Regions from separate parts of the Ovis aries genome. Here region 1 is linked to region 2. The links are chromatin contacts, called in public Hi-C maps. All regions are on one chromosome and are shown on one strand. The core of a region is the stretch at or near the end of the contact, and the rest is flanking DNA. Distances in the headings are between cores, read along the strand shown.

Region 1 (4,998 bases), core at 597-3,096, 120 kb after region 2:
TACTAAGCAACGTAAGTCAGAGAAAAATAATATTATATGACATCACTGATATGTGAAATCTAAAAAATAATAAGAATGAATCACTGAATACAAACCAGAAACAGAGTCATAGCAAACAAACTTATGTTTCCCACTGCGTGCAGGGATAAATTAGGAATATGGGATTAACAGACAGAAACTACTGTAAGCAAACAGATAAACAACAAGGATTTACTACACAGCACAGAGAATTATATTCAATACCTTATAATAACCTATAGTGGAAATAATCATATATCTGTCTATATATATATATCACTGAATCACTTTCCTATATGCCTAAAATACAACTATGCTGCTGCTGCTAAGTCGCTTCAGTTGTGTCCGACCCTGTGCAACCCCAGAGACGGCAGTCCACCAGGCTCCCCCGTCCCTGGGATTCTCCAGGCAAGAACACTGGAGTGGGTTGCCATTTCCTTCTCCAATGCATGAAAGGGAAAAGTGAAAGTGAAGTCGCTCAGTCATGTCCGACTCTTAGCGACCCCACGGTCTGCAGCCTACCAGGCTCCTCCATCCAGGGGATTTTCCAGGCAAGAGTACTAGAGTGGGGTCCCATTGCCTTCTCCAAAAATACAACTATATTTCAAATTAAAAAAAAAAAAAAAGATTCTTGACAACTAAATGCAACATGAGATCCTAGTATAGATCCTGGGCCAGAAAACAATGTTCCCATTTGTTCTAACAATATTATGAGAACTATTAACATTTGAATAAGGACTATGTGTAGATTAGATAAGAATATCATAATTAAAAAATGGGCGTTCTACAGCTATGACCCACAAACCAAGGTTCTGGGGCGGCCCTCTGTAGCTTTGACAATAAGGCACCAGGAAGACAGTCCACTGATTGCAGGCCACATGCCGCACAGAGAGAACAGAAATTCAGGAGGAAAAAAACGAGAAGATGAATGAATACATGAAACTGCAGGCTTATCATACCCAGCTCTGGGTTCAAATCTCCGCTCAGCTACTGTCTGACTGGAAAACACTGGGTGGGCCACCAGACCCCTCTGGCCTCATTCCCATGAGGTTTTCTGGGGAACAAGGCACAGCGTTCACTGGTAAACTACACAATATATTTTGCGTAACTATGTACAGAAACAAAGAGCCAATCACCTTTTAAGGTTACTTCTATTTTAACGTCAGTCAGTGTCCCAAAACAATCCTCAACAGCCCTCTCTTAGATTTAATACCATTTTCCACTAAACGGTCCTTAGGACAATGAACTGTAAGCCGTGAGGTTTCCATCAAATTGCCATGACATCCTGAACTTCATTATTCCTAATGATTCTGATGTTTAAATTCTTACCCCTTCTTTTTGGTGTCTCTAATTTGCTTTGCATCTGTTCTCTCAGAGCCCACGTGTCTGCGTTTTAAATACCAAAATCACATAAAAACAGCAGTTTTGAATATATAACACCTCTGGAACATCTCTCCCCATAGGCACTTATATATAGAAACTTTTATTCAGGGAGCTCACACTAGCATTCTGCTTTATTATTCTAACAGCTCTGGAGCTCAGGAATAAATCACAAGAAAAGTGGGCAGTTCAGGGCTGATGGCAGCCTGCTTCCTGGTGGACAGCCTGAGACATTTCATTTTTAATGAGGGTCGAGCCCTGTTAACTTGCAGGCCCACTTGTACTTGCCCACCTGTGAGGGACGAGGTCCTCTTTATGAACGAATACACGCGAGAGCCTGGCTTTGGCTTCCTAAGTAGAGGACAGCGAATGCAGTCCCTCCCCGATGGCGTGGCTCACTGAGCGCATGCTCCCGTTCTGGCTCTGGGGCAGCAAGGGTTGCTGCCCTGTGGAATGTCCACTCTGCGGACAATGACCCTCAGTGTTTCAGAGCCAGCTGCCCCACTGACGGCCGTGCTTCTCTCTGCAGCCTCAGGCCTGTGAAGATTTCCCCGTCACCTAACACACTAGTGAGCCTGGGCCTCCCGCTTCATGGAGACATTGGCCATCAAGGGTATGATGAGCAATGAAACATCAATGTTCTTAAGATTAATTAAGATTGAAGGCCACCATTTTAAATCTTTTTTTTGTTGTTTTAAATTTAGCATTCTCAAGCCTATCCTATTTTTGTCTCTCTTTTTTTAGAAAACCACACTCACAATTTCTGGGAAATTAAGAAAAAAATGCTCTTTCAATAAAAAGACAAAAATGGCTGAGATTGTGGCCATCGTGTTCTACATAATTCACATTCCTCTGGGTTTCAACTGGGTCTTTTTAGGAAAAAATGTTGTCCTCATTCTTTTTTGGCTCAATTACAATTACACATTTCTTGACACTTTTCCAGACACATTACTGGCAAGGGGCTTCTTCACCTGAGAGGTCTGAGAAAAAGCTCTCTGCAACTGTGATTATGTTACACAGTGTATCATGAACTGGCACTTGCCCCTTAGGAGTCTCCCCTTCTTGCTGCTTTAATCACAGGACTCTTACTTGGCCCAGTTTTCTTCCTGTGTATCTGCTAGGCTGAAAGACGGTCAGATGAATAATTCTAGGCAGAGAACTGTCTCTCATTCATGGGCTAGCACTGAATGATTAAAGACAACATTGATTTTTCAAAAAAGGAAATTATGTGAAGAGTGGAGGGAAGGCCACTGAGAAAGCAATGGGTACAGAAAAGTTATGGTTCAGCCTCAGCTTATACTCAGAAGCAGAAGGGCTTTTTTATTTCCAGATAACTGGGAGGGATTTATTACTCATAGAAGAGGATACAGAACACTGGTATAATCTATTAGTTGGATATTTTCACCCAGGTCAATATTTTAGAACACAGCATAGCACTTTATAACTTTTTACACGTAAAATGTACAAAACAGTGTGTGGTAACCATGAGGGAGACCATTTATGATTAGTTGTTCAAAATGTTGCACCCATTTGGAAATCAGATTGGGGAATATATTAGAAGGCTTGTTTTGATTCAACTCCTAGGAGGAGAGATGAAAGTTGATGCCTAAACAGCAAAAATGAAAACCATAGCAGAAGTTCTCTGCTGTCTGGGGATGCAATTCTTTTCTCAGTTACTCTTGGGATTTCGGTCACTATTGTAAGATTTTTCCAGTGCAACTTTTTCTATGAGAATTAGCCCAAGAAAGAGCCAGGAGGCTTTTTTTTTTTAACTTGGAAAGAAACAGAACGTACATACTGCTTTACAGCTGTTGGCGATCAGACTTGCAGTCTTCTTGAAAGTCTTTTCAAGGTAGTGCGCAAATCTTTCATTTTCGTTTTCTTTTGACCCGAGCTGAAGAAATTCACCTGCAAAGAAGGAAAGTGGTCAGGTGAGGGGTTTTGTTTTTTGGGCTTTTTTGCGGGGGGAGGGCTGGTAAAATACTAAGAATGAACAAAGAAGAAAAGTCAGAATTAACCTACCACGCACCAAATCTTCAATCACTTGGGTTAAAATAGATATAACAGTTGTATTTCCAACTCGCGCCAGAGCTATTGATGCTGCAGAAAGAATTAAGTCGCCAGCAAGGACAGCCTAGAAAAGAAGAAAAACCTTCAGAGAGAAGTGTCCCAGGAGAGAAGTCCAGAATGGGAGGGAGGCAGGGCTCACCCTGGGTCTGTTTTCCCTCTTCCTTGGCGGGATTATTTTACACATCTGGGACCCTGTTTGGAATCTCTGGGCTCTCAGAGATTATCCAGCCGGTCTCTCTAGTTGAGAGCTGAAGAAATGAACGCCTGGAGATGGGAAGTGCCTGACCCCCTGGCTTCATCCTTGGCCACCGCAAAATGCATCCCACTGCCTTCATTTAGTTCTGGACTGTTCGTTCTCCCCTCACACCGTGTGGCTGCGCCTCTGCACTTACTGTTTCTTCTGCTCAAAAAGCCCCTCCCCTTCACCTGGCGACTCATGTGCAGGGTTAGCTCCGGCGGTACCTGCAGGAGGTCCACTGAGACCCCTCGGTCTGACCTGTGAGCACAGCGCCCCTTGGGTACTGCTCTCTTCCCACTTTCTTCCTGTTTGCCAAACCCCTAAGGGCACAGACTGTGACTCGCCCAGCTAGTACCTGGCACACACCATGGCCCCACACATGCTTTGCTCAGTGAAAACTAAACCAAGGAACCCGGGCTCCTAGTTCAAAGCCCTCAGTGCACTATTACACAGCCTCTCATTCCAGAACAAAATATGTTTTTCACTGAACACGCATCGATATTTTTTCAATCTTCTTTAGATGATCAGTTAAACCTTTGCACTGTGTTTGCAACTAATTATAAATCATATGATTGAATTATATGCTATAATCAAGTATACTAATTTGCATACTTAAAGACATGCATAAGCGTTAAAGAGTAGTTATAAATGATAGAGTTCATGGAAATTTTAATCCCTAGACTATGCAACATGACCACATTTTCAGTCCTTATTTCACACCGAATGTGGGACCTAAGTTCCTCAACTAGGGACTGAACCCATGGCCCCTGCAGTGGAAGCGTGGAGTCTTACCTGCTGGACCACCAGAGAAGTTCCAAGTGTTCACTGTCTATTAGTTCTCTGGCATTTAAAAATTAGTGATGTTCAGTTTGTTTACCAACTAAACATCATTTTATACAACATACACTGTATGAGGGATCCTGACATAACTGTAAATACACACTGATAAAGTCACTGTACACATCACGACTTACAGGCACACACACATCCGCCTCCACCCTACAGCTCGAGCAGCTGAAGGCTCAGGACCTCCGAGCTCCTGCTTCTTCCCTCTCTCGGCCCTAGGGATCCCCGAGTGCCCAAAGCCAGCACGAGGAGTCCCGCCTGTGGCAAAGGCCATGAGGTTAACTGGCAAAGGCGAGTCGGGCCTTAAGGGAGCCTCGCTGGACCTACTCGTGCTGGCTCCCGGCATCCGAGGCCAAAAGGGAAGCGAAGCTGCCAGACTGGGGATGGCTGGGATGAGGGGTGAAAGGAAAGCAGGGCTAGAGACACAGGCAGGGAAACCAGGGCTC
Region 2 (5,283 bases), core at 2,595-5,094:
GAATAAAAATTAAAACTGTAAAACTATTTTATAAACGTTATAGATTGCATAATAATCTGATAACATGTAGTTATCGAAAGCTAACAGTTCATACACATTGTGAAAATTACAACACAGACAAACTGAGGCCTGATGGTTCAGATTTGGCCAGGAATACATAATTAATTCCAAAATTACAATAAGAACTAAGTACACACTACATGCTCATTTAACAATATCCATTAGATAGAGTGTTTCAGTGATACAGTTTTTACATAGAAGAGGGGGAAAAATGGAGAAACTATAGTTTAAAATGGTTACCTATTTCAGTAACACAAACCCAAATTTAAAACATCAAAAGCTTCATCTCATAATATCTTTAGCCAACTGAGATGTAAAAGTTTATTGGTTAGATGACTAGCATATACATTAGGTTACAACAAAAACTAATAACATATACTGACTATATCCTATGTATAAGACACTGGATAAAGTATAATCTTGTCCTCAAGGTGCTCATGCATAATATATTTGATATATATGTGTTTAAAATACTATATAGGAAAACAAATTTCTACAGGCCAAGAGTATACCAAACAAGATGCTACAGGATTCTTCGTAACTTTATACCATAATAAAGATTAAGCAACAAGAAACAAAAAACTATAAGTTTATTTGCAAAATAATCCAGAACAGACGACACAATTTAAAAGTTTTACTATAAAAATAATTAATGAAAAAATAAAAATTAAAAAAAAATTAAATTAAATTAAATAAAAAAATAAATTTGTATAGAGAAGGAAAAAAAATAATTAATGATTCATTATAACAATAGTTCTGCTTCAATTACTATCAATTTCATTTCAGGGAATAATAGTACAGTACTGAACATTGCCTAACTCTGTTGCCATTTGGCAGAGGTTCTTGACTTTGCAATATCTTCTTAAACGTTACACAAACTGTATTTATACTTACGTGGATTTCCTAATAAGCAATACATGATCCTAGTAAAGATAGCAAACTATCTCCAAGTCTATCCTATCAATTCTCAAGAAGTATAAAAACACATGTTTTAGAAATAAAGATGAAGGTACCATTTAAACAAAACTCTTAGCATCATGCCTTCCTATAAACTCTCTCAATCAGACATTTTAAAAATCAATACCTAAAAAAAAAAAATACCTAAGTTCCTATGTTATTTCCTTACATTTTGTTCATTCACTCCTCTTTCCTCCGATCTGATGTTTGAAGATTACGAAAGCAAAGTTATTTTATGTATAGTTGTTTTCAAAACCTTTTTTATCTGCACTTAATGAATGTTTGTTAATAGTACTGAACTTAGCCCAGTGATTTACTGAACTTGGCCCAATGGATTGCTTAGCCCAGTGATCACGAAAATAGGGACCATGACATTAAATACTGTAGTAATATATTAGTGTTGTATTCAGTTAGTTTTACACTCTGGCACAATAATAGCACTTAAAAGCATCATTTTAAAAATATGTTTCTTGTGAAAGATAATTCATATAATGCAGAAAGATAAGTGAAAAGTCAAAGTCTCCCTTTTCAAGCCTTTCCACAAAAAAAAAAAAAAATCTGAATAATGGCCTTAAACTTCCCAACATTTGTCAAAGACATAAAATTACAAGTTCAAAAAGCTCTGCAAAATCCTGAACAGCATAAACATGAAGAAAACCATACCAAGACAGGTCATAATCAAACCACACAGAGAAAAATCTTGACAAAGTTCAGAAAAATGACAAGCCAAATATCAAAGAACTCCAGTGACTTTTCAGCTAAGTGGCAAGACTCCAAATGAGTGCAAAAGAGAGAACACTAGTACAACGAAACAGTTTTTTTTTTAAGCAGTAAATATTTACCCACTTTTTAAATAAGAGAAATCGTTTTACATGTGAATACAGTGGTTCTTTTCCTTCACATGAAAAGTTTTCAGAAAGTAGACTTTATGAGTATGCGACCCCAGGCATCTCTATCCTAGATTTTATTTTACCATACCCAAATTCGCAGTCATTAAGTGACGAGATTTTTCAACAATACAAACTGCTTAAGATCTCGATACTATATCTGTTTCAGGCTTGAAAGATCAGCAGGCAGTTAATTCACATCCGATACCTCCCTTCAACTGCATGCAGAAATCAAGGAAGAAAATAAGTAGGTTAAATAAGCAAGACCAGAAGCAGAAAGACTGTTCAAGGAGGTGAGATTCAGAAAACTGGGGCCTCGGGCCTCTGCAGGAGGCTTCTTCAGCGGGGCCCAAGTGCACGTACCATTTTTCGGCAAACTCTGTATCACCTTCACAGCAGCCTCAAACCGGGTTTCGTGCACGGATTTCGTGTCCGCCATCTCCAGCCGCCAGCGCCGGCCCCGGTCCCAAGGTCTGTCGCCTGGAATCAGGCAGCAGCAGCAGCACCAGCTTTCCCAGGAGCCTGCATGAAACTGAAACATGGAACGCAGCCGCGGATCAACATTCCCGAAGGGAGGAGGACTCCAAAGCGCAGCTGGTCAGCTCCCCGTGGCCCTGCCCTCTCCAGGCCACACCGTCCGAGATGGCCCGGCTCCTTCCTCCTCCCCGGGGCGTGACCTACGCTGGGGAGGCCGGGCCACCCGGACGGAAAAATAACTCACCGAGAGGAAGAGCATCTCTAGCAGAAGGCGGAGGGGCCCAGGGCACCGGTGGTCGCGGTGCAGCCGTCCCACCCACAGGACCCTGGCGGGGCAGCCACACCCCCCATCCCGGCGAGGTCTGTCTGTCCGTCCGCGACCTCCAGGCAGCCCCGCCCCAGAGCTTTGGGGGTGGGTGCGGGGGACCCACTCTCTGCTGCCGCCGCGCAGCAAACTCCACCCACCCGCCCGGCGGCTGCGGCGGTGACGCGCGCTGTCCGTCCCTCCCCAGAGGAGTTGGCCCGGAGAAGGCTGAAAAGGAAAGGAGGGAAAGTGGATCGCCGGAGGGCCCTGGGATCGCTGTTTGAACAGGCCTGAGCGAAGTGTCCTTGCTAGCGCGACCGCCGCCGGGGTGCACCGCGGGGAGAAGGGGGATTCAAGGGTGGGGGGGGGGGCGGTGCGCTGCGGGACAAAAAAAAATGACTGGTCCCCAGCGTCTTAGGTTAAGGTTTGGAGAAAGGTGATGGGGCTTAAGCAAAGTGCTTTATATCCAGAGAGGCTTGGTGCGAACCTTGAGTTCTGCCATTTAAAGTTCTGTGGCCGACCTAGGGGCAAGTCACTTCGCCTCTCCCGATGGCAATCTTCCTAACACCGGTAGAGGAAAGGATTTAGGGATGTTGGGTGGAGGTGCTTAGCAGTGCTTGGCTCACAGGCCTTCGACAGCTTTAGCCGCCCCGACACAAGGACGTCCGAGCAACAACCAAAGGAGAGGGGAGGTCGCCCGCTACTTAGACGGGGCGGGGAAGGAAGAACACCTTCCCCGGCATCACCCCCCCCCGACTTCGAGCCCCAAGGAGCCGGGCACAGTACCGCTCCAGCCCGCGCTAACGGAAGACAGGGCGTGGGTCAGGGACGAACGAGGACCCAGTAGAGGCGCGACGGCCCTAGAAAAGGGTAGACCCCGGGCCTTCGCCTTCCTAGCGCATCGAACCGCATCGTCAGGCACCTAGGAAGCGCCCCCAGGCCCACAGTGGAAGAGCTGCTTTGGGTTCTGGGGGGTGGAGTCCTGGGGCCCGGAAGCCCCAAAGTCGCCAAGGTCCCTCTGTCAGTTCGGGATGGGTTAGGAGGGTGACTATTCCAAATCTACTCTTCCCCTGGAGCCGCAGTGCCAGCCTTTACCTTGATTCTGCGGGGGTAAGGCCTGTCCGTTAAGGTCCCCGATGCCCGCCCCTCGCTGTCCCCCCGCCCACCCCACGGGCTTGTGGGAAATGTGGTCCCCTCTCCCGGCACTTCCGGACACCTCCCTCCCCCTGGCGGGAGCTACTCCCACCGTTTCCGGTTCGGTTTCTCGGTGCTGTAGACCCTGGAGCCGTTGGGCCGGAAATCCCGCTATCCTATGCTCCTTCCAGAAACACCACATCCGCTTCCATCCGAAGGGAATCGACCATCTGTGGTGTTTTTCGGAGGAAAACATTGCAGGCGGATTCTTTGCCACTGAGCCACTGTGGAACCACTATGCTGCTACTGCTGCTGCTAAGTCACTTCAGTCATGTCCGACACTGTGCAACCCCAGAGACGGCAGCCCACCAGGCTCCCCTGACCCTGGGATTCTCTAGGCAAGAACACTGGAGTGGGTTGCCATTTCCTTCTCCAATGCGTGAAAGTAAGAACTGAAAGTGAAGTCGCCCAGTCGTGTCCGACTCTTAGCGACCCCATGGACTGCAGCCTACCAGGCTCCTCCGTCCATGGGATTTTCCAGGCAAGAGTACTGGAGTAGGGTGCCATGGAACCCCTATATAATCCTATAATTCTACTTAAAATGTATTGCATGGAACACTAATGCTTTTTAGTACTTTCAGTATAGTGACTAATATGAAGCATTCTTTTTTTTTATATAGATACTGACATACAACAATCTATTAGTTCCAGGTTCACAGCATTATGATTTTATCTTTGTATACGTTATAAAATGATTACTGCAGTAAATAAAGCATTCTTGATCATGTCTTTCTACTGATATTTAATTAATATTTAATTAAGACTGGGCCTACTTCTTATACATGACCATAAGTAAGGTAAAATAGTACATTTAAGATTTTTAAGAAACGTAAAGGAGTAAATATTAAAATAAGTTAAAAAGGATTCTCCTAGATGCTCTTTCCTTTACAATTATAGGGAAGCCGCTGGTGGCTCAGATCGTAAATTGGCCAGCCTGCAATGCAAGAGACCCAGGTTCAATTCCTCGGTCAGAAAGACCCCCCTGAAGAAGAGAATGGCAACTCACTCCAGTGTTCTTCCCTGGAGATTTCCATGGATAGAGGAGCATGCAGGCTACAGTCCATGGGGTCACCAAGAGGTGGCTAACACTTAACTTGCAAATATTTTAAAAGTCCTTACTAGGAGAAGGAAATGGCAACCCACTCCAGTATTCTTGCCTGGAAAAGTCTATGGCCAGAGGAGCCTGGCAGGCTGTAGTCCATGACGTTACATGACTGAGCATGCATGTAAGAGGAAGATGGAGGGAGATGGGTTGGTAGCAATAAACTGGTAGAACTAAAAAAAAAAAAAAAAGAACCTTTCTTCTAAATGAAAATATTATATTTGTGTGCAGACCTGTCTGGGAAGTACACTCGGTCTTTTACCAAAGAAAATTAAATGATGTGACAGCCATATGTCATCATT

What was found. A called contact is a pair of places that touch in the nucleus more often than the background predicts.
Region 1: a Hi-C map of hypothalamus shows a contact between it and region 2, with 3 times the contacts expected there. The contact joins the enhancer-like site here to the promoter of ACBD5 in region 2. A contact is called at or near these places in 2 of 16 Hi-C or Micro-C datasets (hypothalamus and liver).

The regions. Positions count from the first base shown.
Region 1 is chr13:17,262,280-17,267,277 of ARS-UI_Ramb_v3.0, forward strand. It overlaps PDSS1 (decaprenyl diphosphate synthase subunit 1), which reads right to left. Exons shown (of 11, transcript XM_004014207.5): 6 at 3,421-3,532; 7 at 3,197-3,306. Among named protein-coding and RNA genes, the nearest start is that of PDSS1, 25 kb to the right of the region's middle. Within about 2 kb of position 1,847, at least 10 of the 54 cell types and tissues checked have an H3K27ac peak or open chromatin away from gene starts, as enhancers often do. A contact at or near this core is called in hypothalamus, where this site is marked.
Region 2 is chr13:17,138,854-17,144,136 of ARS-UI_Ramb_v3.0, forward strand. It overlaps ACBD5 (acyl-CoA binding domain containing 5), which reads right to left and starts at 3,845. Exons shown (of 14, transcript XM_060397252.1): 1 at 3,781-3,845; 2 at 2,268-2,436. The coding sequence starts at 2,343.